Linked DNA regions of Capsicum annuum: all the other regions are linked to region 2. A link is a contact called in public Hi-C data. All regions are on one chromosome and are shown on one strand. Each heading gives the region's core, a stretch centred on a gene start, on an enhancer-like site or on the middle of the called end of the contact. The rest is flanking DNA. Distances are from core to core; before and after follow the strand shown.

Region 1 (2,937 bases), core at 94-2,593, 190 kb after region 2:
TTCATCAAGATTAAAAATCAAGACGACAAGATTCAAGAACAAGCTCAAAAGCCCTTGAATTCAAGCACAAGTCAAGATCAAGACCGCTAGATTCAAGAACAAGCTCGAAATCCTTTGAATTCAAGCACAAGTCAAGATCACGTCCATCAAATCAACAAATCAAGTTCAAATTCAAGATCAAGCTTTAAGCCCTTAAATTTATATTTGAAAAGGCGAATCAGAAGATTCATAGAAATTGTAACACTCACATTGAAATCAATAAATTGATTGTTGCAGTATTTTTCTTGTTTTGATTATTTATTTTTTTGGTCTCGAGAATTTTACTGTCCAACAAATTTTTTGGAAAAAAGAAAACAATTTTCATGGTCAAACGACTACATAGTCACTATGTGAATATTGCTATTGTTAGGGCGTACTCACTCCATTAAATTTAGTTGTTTGCTTTAAGCTTTATATGTTTCTTAAGAAATATGATTGATATGAGAATTTATTTATCATGCCCATATTAATTAATATTTAGTATGCTTATTATGTCTTGAAGAATGACTTGAAAATAAGTAATTAATGTTAAGAATAAAATATGAAAAAGAGATATCTATTGATATATTAAAGTAAAAGTGAAAATTTAATTTTGACATAATGAATAAATAAAAATAAATGAAATGATTTTATTGCATCATGCTCCCTCCATCTACTTTTATTTGCTCTATATTAAAAATTGATGGCCAAATAGATAGCATTTCTCAATATTAAATGACTCATAATAATTAAGATTGATACTATAATAAGATTATCGTCCCATTTATTGCTTTTTAAGAAATAAGCACGATAAATAAACATGGAGAGAAGAAGTGTCATTTTTAATTTGGAGTCAAATCTACAAGCACAAGTCGAAGACAAATGTTATTCCCCGTAAAATGCAAAGTGCATTTTTGGTTTTAATATATCTAATATGCCTTGCAAAAATCATGCATCCCAAAGTCCCCACACATTTGCAGCCTTTTTTAGGGTTTCATTTATCGATACTGCCAATTCAAAAGGGAAAAAGGTAGTTTTTCCATCCAAGGGGTGAATGTAGTAGCGTGTTGATCGATCGATTCGATTAATTCAATAACAGATATCAACAAAATAGTAACATTCTTCTGATTAGATTTTTCAGTTAAGTCAATTTTTAGTAAAGTCCTATTATGTAGCATGAATCCACACCAAAAGAAAAATATTACATGTAAAAGCAACGAAGGGGACCTTTATAAGGTTGTTTGGGTCAAGATACACAGTGCCCAGGCCGTCAATTCGGGGTTAACTTAAAAGTTGTACTTAGCTGCAAGCCGGTAAAATTCGCAAATAGACCCCTTTCAGCCTATGTAATTGAAAAAAAAAACCATAGTCGTGGAGTTTCAAATTCTACAAGAGACTGAAAAATGGCTATTTTGAGACACAGGACCGAAAAATGACCACTAAACGCTATTTCTTACTACCACGTATGCCACTATATAAGAGAGTCAGAGATCACGATCCTCTTACTTAGCAAACCAAGAAAAGATGAAAACAAATGAAGACCCCAAAAAGGTTACGTCCATTTAGATTTAGCAATTGAAAACCCTGAACTTTAGTTTTTACCTACTATTGTGAGCTAGTCTCCTCAAGGTCTGTTTCATCAAGTGCCTTATACTTGTGATTTCCAACTTCAACATACTTATTCAAACTCCTCTCAACTCCTTCTGAGAAGAGACCTCGCACCCTAAGTAAATCTTTAAGCTCTTCTTCACCTTGAGTATCTCCTTTTGATTGCAAGTACTTCACACAGGAAGCCAAACAGTGGAAGTGTGGCTTCCACCCCGGCTTACTAGCCAAGATTGCTTTCTTCATCGTCTCCACTGCCTTCTTCATGTCATTTTGTACACAATAACCGAGTGCCAGACGACTCCATGTGCTCCCATTTGGATGCTTTCCACTCTCCACGAGTTTCTCTATGATTGATCTCGCCTTTTCCATATGACCCTTTTTGCAGTAAGCACTTATTAGCAAGTTCGGAATTCGAATATCAAAGCGTACCTTGCTTGCTTCCCAGTCAGCAAATATCTTCTCTGCACCGTCAAGATCATCCAACTTTTCTAGGCCCCTTATCATACAAAGATAACTTGAATTGTTATACTTAACTATTCTCTTATATTTTTCCCATATACGATAGAGATCATCTTTCTTTCCCATACTAGTATAGAGAGTAATAAGCATGTCAATAGCAAGTCTTGCTTTTCTCCCCTTGAGTAGATGTTCGCATTTCTTCAATGAGTCATGAGCCTTTTCTGTATCACCAGCTTTCAGGTAACCCTTGGCAGCAACTGTGTAAGGACTCCAACTAATCAGCAGAGGATCAGCTTCCATTTTCATTAGAACCTTCTCCATCTCCGTAACATCGGGAGCAGATGCATATGCATTTAAGAGGATATTGTAGGAAATCAAATTACCAGAAACTCCATTGTCTTCCATCTCTAGCAAAAGTGACTGCACCTTCTCAACATATCCCAATTTAGCATAAAGGGTCATCATAACATTGTAAGCCACTGTGCCAGCATAACCCAGCTCCTTCAGCTTTTGCATGGTATCTTCTGCTTTTTTTAAGATGTTTGCATCAGCATAGCAGTTCAAGAGAGCGCCATATACCTGGAAGGTTCTTAAATCATCTGGAATGCTACTGAAATATGACTCTGCGGCTTTCAGACCATGGGCTTTTGATACTAAATCCAGTTCGACTGCAAAATCTCTAGGCAATAAATCAAAATCCTTGGACTTCTTAATCCACTCATACATCTGTGATTTTATAAGAAGCAGAAATTGAAATTTTATAAGCCCACTCTTAATTTGCGCTTAAAGCCCCAATAGACCTTAAGACTTTCTTGCGCTTTTTGCTTTTGATAACACTCGGTAAAGGGAAAA
Region 2 (3,275 bases), core at 190-2,689:
GTTACATTCAGTGTTCCTATGTTTAGCATTGATGAAAAAAATTTCACTGGCCCTAATTACTTGTCTGCGAGCATTGTCTCGTTTCCGAGCAGGTCAGGTTGATGCATTGCAGCTGTTTCCCTGTTTACACCAGTAATAGCAGCATTTGGTTCGTAGTTATCACATCGATTGGCTAGGGTTATTGCTCTTCTTTTGAATACTATGTTACGTTTTATCTTCTTTTTCCTCTTTACTTCAATATCTTTTTTTAGCTGCTCTGATGTTCGCTACTTGAGCCGAGGGTCTGCAACCACTCTATCCTCCCCAAACCCCACTTTTAGGACTACATTAGGTTTGTTGTTGTTGTTGAGTAACCCATCAACAAATTCACAACTGAGAATTAAGATTGCCTCTTTTCTAACACAGAGAAGCCATTGTAATTTGGCTTTAAAACATGGTTTAACGCGACTAGCAGACCATGTAGTGCTTAATCAAATAATGGACACCAACTACTATTTGGATTGTCTCTCTGGCCCAAAGGAAAGACAACCCCATTCTACACTTCATCAGGACTAAAATCATGCCTTTCCTCCAAATACCATTTGTCTTTTCCTCAGCAGACCAGCAAAACAACAAATTCAACCGCCTGCATAGGGCGGAGCCACCTTTCATCCAGGGGTTCATCCAAACCCCCATTCGACAGAAAATTATACTATTTTTACATGGTTAAAAATATTCTTTATGTATATAGTAGATATTAAACCCCTTCGGCTAGTCCATATGTTTGCTTCTGAGCCCCTCAATGAAAATTGAGGCTCTGCCACTGCACCCGCATATACCCTTTAGCTAGGTACATTCAAATTTTAAAAAGAACCTGTCTTTTGAGTGGAATCAAGAAACATAAGCAACCTCTTTTTTAATGTTTTCACCAAAGAATCCAAATCCTTAAATATAATCATTCTAAATATCCTGCTCTTAAGTGTCTGAAAGTAGCAATACAATTAATCTGAAACAAGAATGCACAATGTACAAGCACAACTTCCATAAACCAAAATCTAACAGTCATAAAAGAAAACAATCATAAAGGAAGGAAGAATGAACAAGAAAAATCAAAACTTTTACCGAGAGTTTTCCATGATTGCCACGAAAGACCATATGGGCATCAACATTTTCTTCTAAAAGATTCAAATCCACAATTACTTGAGTAACCATTGAAGGTACAGTTGATGTTGGCCCCCAACCCCTCCATTCTTCAACACTAATTCCAACTTCTCCACTGCTTACTACTTTGTTGGGTTCTCTTGAACAATTATTTGCAGCTGAATTTGTTATTGAGGAGTCCATACAAGTAATAATGGTTTTGCTGCAGAATTGTTGAAGGGGAAAATTGAAGGAGCTAATGAAGCTCAAGGGTCTTGATGGAATAACCAACATTGTTTGGGGGATTTTTCATTAAATCTAATTAAGCCCACTTTGTTTTAGATTCTTTGAAAAAGCTCATATGTACCATTTTGGGCTTACTAACCTTATTGGGCTTTGTTACATAGATATGGTGCAATTAGCCCATAGGAAAGGATCCCTAAGGTGGCTGGTCTTGAATTTTTATCCCCCAAATGTCTGAATCTTGAATTTTTATCTTTCAAAGTGTGTGGTATTGAATTTTTGTTCCAGTTAAATAAGTTCTAATGTTTACCTATAAAGTAGAAGTTCTGGATAATTGTGCAAGCTCATTATTTTGAAATGTCATGAACCTCTGTTTTATGGGAAAGTGTTAGAAATGTTTGCCTTTATGAAAACATATCTAAGTTCTAATTTTTGACCTATAAGGCAGAATTCTGATCAATTATGTATGTTTATTGTTTTAAAATGTCATGAAACGTTAGCCTTATTAGCAAGATTTAGAATACCTGCCTTCTGAACAAGAGCTATTAAGTGAGGTAAAAAAAAATCAAAATCACCCTTTATGAAAGTTATTTTTAACTTTTTTTATGGGAAATAAAATATCAAGATCGTCCATCTTAGTGTCATTTTTAAACTTAACCCATTAGCTCAACCTATAAATGAATATTAGCCCAACAAAAATTATAGAGAAAAATTTCACGGGACAACTCATTTGGTTGCCTCAACTTAAATGTAGTTAGTAGCACTCAAAATATTACTTCATCTGTGTTAATTTATGTGACACATTTTGTTTCTTAATTTATGTGACACATTTTGTTTCAGTTTGTTAATATTAATTTTTTATAATTAGAAAATATTTCAAAAGAATGATCTAGTTTGACTTGCCAGGAATTTTAAAAAAATAAATACTCCATAAGACTTTTGAATCTTGTGATCCTAAGTTAAAGTTATGTCAAATATTACAAAATATCCTTTAATCTTGTGGTTTTAAACATGTCACGTGAAAAATTGAAATTAAATTATTATAAAAAAAGAAAAGAGATTATTCTTTTTTAAATGAATGGTGTGTGTATATATATATATATATATATATATATAAATTTTATGTCAAGTCAAATAATGTCATGTAAATTAAAATGTACAAAACTACTTTGGCGCTTTTACTTCTCCCGCTTCTTCTTCTATTTAGTTATTATTGTTATGAAATATAAAGAATAAAGAAGAGTAGAGAGGGAAGAGAGAGTAATTCTTATTTCTCTTGAGGAGTCTTCGATCCTTGAGTATGATTTACAATGAATAAAATCCCTTTATTTATAGGAAAATTTACTCCTAGTTTCTCACTAGAAGACAAATATCTCAAATCCTGATAGATATCAATTAGATCTTGATAGATCTTATTAATATTTTTGATAGACATTCACTATAATGTAAATACATTTATAACACTCCCCCTTGAATATCTAATTGATAGATAATGAGCCACGTTAAAACCTTACTAGAAAAAATCTGGTGAAAAAAAAATCTAGTGAAGGAAAAAAAGAACACATCTCTAATAATACACATTTTGACTGCCTCATTAAAAATCTTACAAGAAAAATTCAGTGGGACAAAACCTCTTAAAGGAAAAAGAGTACAGCACGTATTAACTCTCACTAATGAAAACATCCTTGAACCATTGCATCCTGATCTTGTGCACCATTTTCTTGAAAGTTGCAGTTGGAAGAGACTTAGTGAATAAATCAGTCATATTGTCACCTGAACGAATCTGTTGCACGTTAATATCGCCATACCTTTTGTAGCTCATGTGTATAGAAAAGCTTTAGCGAAATATGCTTCGTTCTATCTTCTTTTATGAATCCTTTATTAAGATGTACTTTGCATGCTGCATTATCTCT
Region 3 (3,269 bases), core at 433-2,932, 160 kb after region 2:
TTTTTAAAGAAATAGTCATTTATCAATATTGTATGTAAGGAAATCACTTTCAAATTGTTGGAAAAATTACTACAATATTGATATCGAACTAAAATTTATAATTATAATAAAATAGTCATAAATACTGTGTCGTGGTAAGCCACTACCTTGAAAGCTATTTCGGCCCGACTCTGGTGCAAATCTTTCTAGCCGGTCGCTCCCCAAGGCTCTATAGCTACTTCCAAACACGTGCACTCGTGAATGAAAGTTTGGAGGTTACCCAAATCAATTGGCCAAAATAATTCAAGAGGAAGAGAAAAGGAGGAAGATGTTTTTCTTTCTTTTTATGGTATACTTCTTCTTTTTTGGTATTTCTTATATAGCATATTGGAATCGACAAGGACAAATGAATTTGGTGATATTGATGGTGAACATTAATGACATTAAAGAGTCATTACTATAATGTTATTAAATTTACATTTTGCGAAGATATGATCATTTTTATTGTAACGTAGGAGTGTATGTTTAACTCCTCCTAAACATTTATTTTTTTATATTCTTTGCATCACACAAAATATTTTAAGAAGCATTATCTCCACAAAGTAACCACAACAAAATAATTAGGTAGTCGAAGCGCAAGACATGAAAAATAATAACAGAAATCAAAAGATAAAAAACTACATGAGTAATACAATTCAACTACTAGTAAGGCAAATAATAAGACAACATACTACTACTTACTACTTTTCTATCTTAATTGGTGATCCACAACTTCCTGTCTAAGGTCATGTGTCTTTGATAAACTAAAACTTTGTTATGTCTGACATCTTTCCTCACTACTTTTTTCGGTCTGCTTCTACCTTTTCTGAACCCCTCCATAGTCATCCCTCTCACACCACCTCCACACAGAAACATCCGTAAATCTATATCGAACCATATTAGTCATCTTGTTTTTCGCATTTTACCTTCTATCGAAGTCACTTTCACCTTGGTCCATATATCCTTATTTCTAATTATCCTATCGCTTCTAGTATGTCGACACATCCATCATAACATCCTTATTTCTATAACTTTTAACTTGTAAATGTGAGAATTCTTGGTTGGCCAACTCTGTGAATGCAACATAGTCAATCTAGGGAGAATTTAAAGGTTAAAAAGAAAATGAGACAAAGTGGATATTTAAATTGACTTATTTTTAAATATTTTTAACTTTTAAGTATTTTTAAAATTTTGAGGATATTTAAAAAATTTTAAAAATGCTTAGATTTAAAAATATTTAAATAAATCAAAAATCAAAAATAAAATAATACTAATTTATAATTTTTAACTTTTTAACTTTTTAACTTTTTAACTTTTTAACTCATAAACTACTGAATGGGGAAAATCCAAAAGACAGAAAACGGAGTCACACAAACGGCGTACGCAAACCCCCCGTAACTGCCACGTCGGAGAAAGGACAAATGTGGGCCCCACGTTGTGTTTCCATTAAGATATATACTCCTTAATTATCATCAAAAGCGAGTAACATTTAATTATCCTAATGAATTAATAAGTAAACTACATTCTAATTATCCTATAGATATATGCCCCCTTATTATTATATGTATAGGCGCGTAATTCTTAAAACTATCCGTATATATAGAACCAAAACATACAACCACTTCTCATTATCCATCTACTCTCCTCTTCAAACACAAAGGATTCTTTGCTTTTCTCCTTCTAAAGACTCAATATCTTACTTGTGTGTTAGTTCACAAACGTTCTTGATACAATTATACTACTTGGGTATGTTTCTTTTTTCATTCTTTGAGTCTCTATATCTGTTTCTTTTTGAGTTTTTGTTGATATTAGTTGATAAAGGGTAACCCCCCCCCCCACCACCACCACCCCACACACCTGTGTTTGAGGTTAAGTTCAGATCTTTATTTTTTGAAGTACTTTGTGTTAGAAACATCATGTTACTGCATTTTTTTTAGTGGAGTTTGTAGTGTTGTTTTTTTCCTCTTTTTGATAGGGTGGATGGTGGCAGGGGCGGAGCTAGGTAGGCTCGATAGAAAATTATACTACTTATAGATTAAATTATCTTTTGGATCTTTTTTTAATCTATATTATATAATAGATGTTGAAACTTTTTCTGACTTCTTGTGGTTGCTTCTATATAATTTGAACTCCTTAATGAAAATTGTGATTCGCGTTGTTGGTGGTTGTTTGGTTTGATGGGATTTTGTGGGATGGATTGTGAATTTGGATGAACGTGAAAGTCAGTTTCTTGAAGAAATAAAAGCTTTTGTCTAGAAATACAAGTTGGAATGGTAATTTGGCTATATAGGCCAGAGGTGGAGGTAGGGGATGCAAGGGGTTGGTAAAATTGTACTGTATATATAAGGTTAAAATTATTTACTAGGTATATATATAGTGGAGATTTGATCTCCTTAGGTTCTTCGTGAGTTTACTTGTTATATTTTGATGTGCCTTAGTGAAGATTAATGCCTGGTTTTGGATAAAGCTAGGTTGTTCTCTTTTATAGTTGTAGGGACAAAAGGTTGTTCCTCTCTGGTGTTGGGTAAAAAGGGGTAAAAGAAAACCAAAAGAACGATAGTTTTAACATGTTCCTGAATGCCTTTCTTCAAACCTGCAGCTCAGTAGTTTCTTTGATTCCTATAGTTCCCTTTAAAATTACCTAAAACAAATGTTTCTCCGGCTCTTCAAATTTCAAAAGTGGTGCCACACCCGTGTTGGATCCTTAAAAATAAACAACTTTTGGAGGATCCAACATGCACCTGGTGGTATTTTTGGAGAGTCAAGAGCATAGTAGCCTAAAACTAGTTCATGGATTCTGTTTTTCCAGACATCTATCATTGTTGAACTTGAAAAGTCATAATACGAGCCTCCCTTGTACTTTTTTGTGAGGTTATAGATCCTCAAGTGACCCAATTTTTGGAATCCTTACATAAAGGCAGGGCACTTATTATTGAGATTTTGAAGGAGACATAAGCAACCGGTTCCAAAGAAAACTTGGTTGTTATAGTGAAATGCTATTATAAAGTGTGGCTATTGTAGATAGATCTGATTGTAGTTTTCGTTTCCGATCACATAGATCAGGCTAAGTTAAATTCTTTCTGGTAGAACCATATTATGCCATGAAGCTATTCCTCAGAAATCCATATTTTATTTTGAGAGTCTGTGGATAACAACATCATGATTTTTTTATGACTCATGTTGTAATTTTCCATTGTAAATGCAGTACTTCCCTTTCATTATTTCTTGGTGTACTTACTTTGATAATGAAG

The links. Hi-C and Micro-C count contacts between places; a contact is called where the count stands out from the background.
Region 1: a contact with region 2 is called in a Hi-C map of bud, with 4 times the contacts expected there. The contact joins the enhancer-like site here to the promoter of LOC107855041 in region 2. A contact is called at or near these places in 2 of 5 Hi-C or Micro-C datasets (bud and leaf).
Region 3: a Hi-C map of leaf shows a contact between it and region 2, with 2.3 times the contacts expected there. The contact joins the promoter of LOC107855034 here to the promoter of LOC107855041 in region 2. A contact is called at or near these places in 2 of 5 Hi-C or Micro-C datasets (leaf and placenta).

The regions. Positions count from the first base shown.
Region 1 is chr7:204,489,243-204,492,179 of UCD10Xv1.1, forward strand. LOC107855032 (pentatricopeptide repeat-containing protein At2g20710, mitochondrial) reads right to left here. Exons shown (of 2, transcript XM_016700015.2): 2 at 1,338-2,811. The coding sequence ends at 1,624. Among protein-coding and RNA genes, the nearest start is that of LOC107855032, 11 kb to the right of the region's middle. Within about 2 kb of position 1,344, at least 4 of the 5 cell types and tissues checked have an H3K27ac peak or open chromatin away from gene starts, as enhancers often do. A contact at or near this core is called in bud and leaf, where this site is marked.
Region 2 is chr7:204,303,171-204,306,445 of UCD10Xv1.1, forward strand. LOC107855041 reads right to left here and starts at 1,440. Exons shown (of 8, transcript XM_016700031.2): 1 at 1,102-1,440. The coding sequence starts at 1,413.
Region 3 is chr7:204,461,736-204,465,004 of UCD10Xv1.1, forward strand. It overlaps LOC107855034 (E3 ubiquitin-protein ligase RMA1H1), which reads left to right and starts at 1,683. Exons shown (of 2, transcript NM_001324710.1): 1 at 1,683-1,764.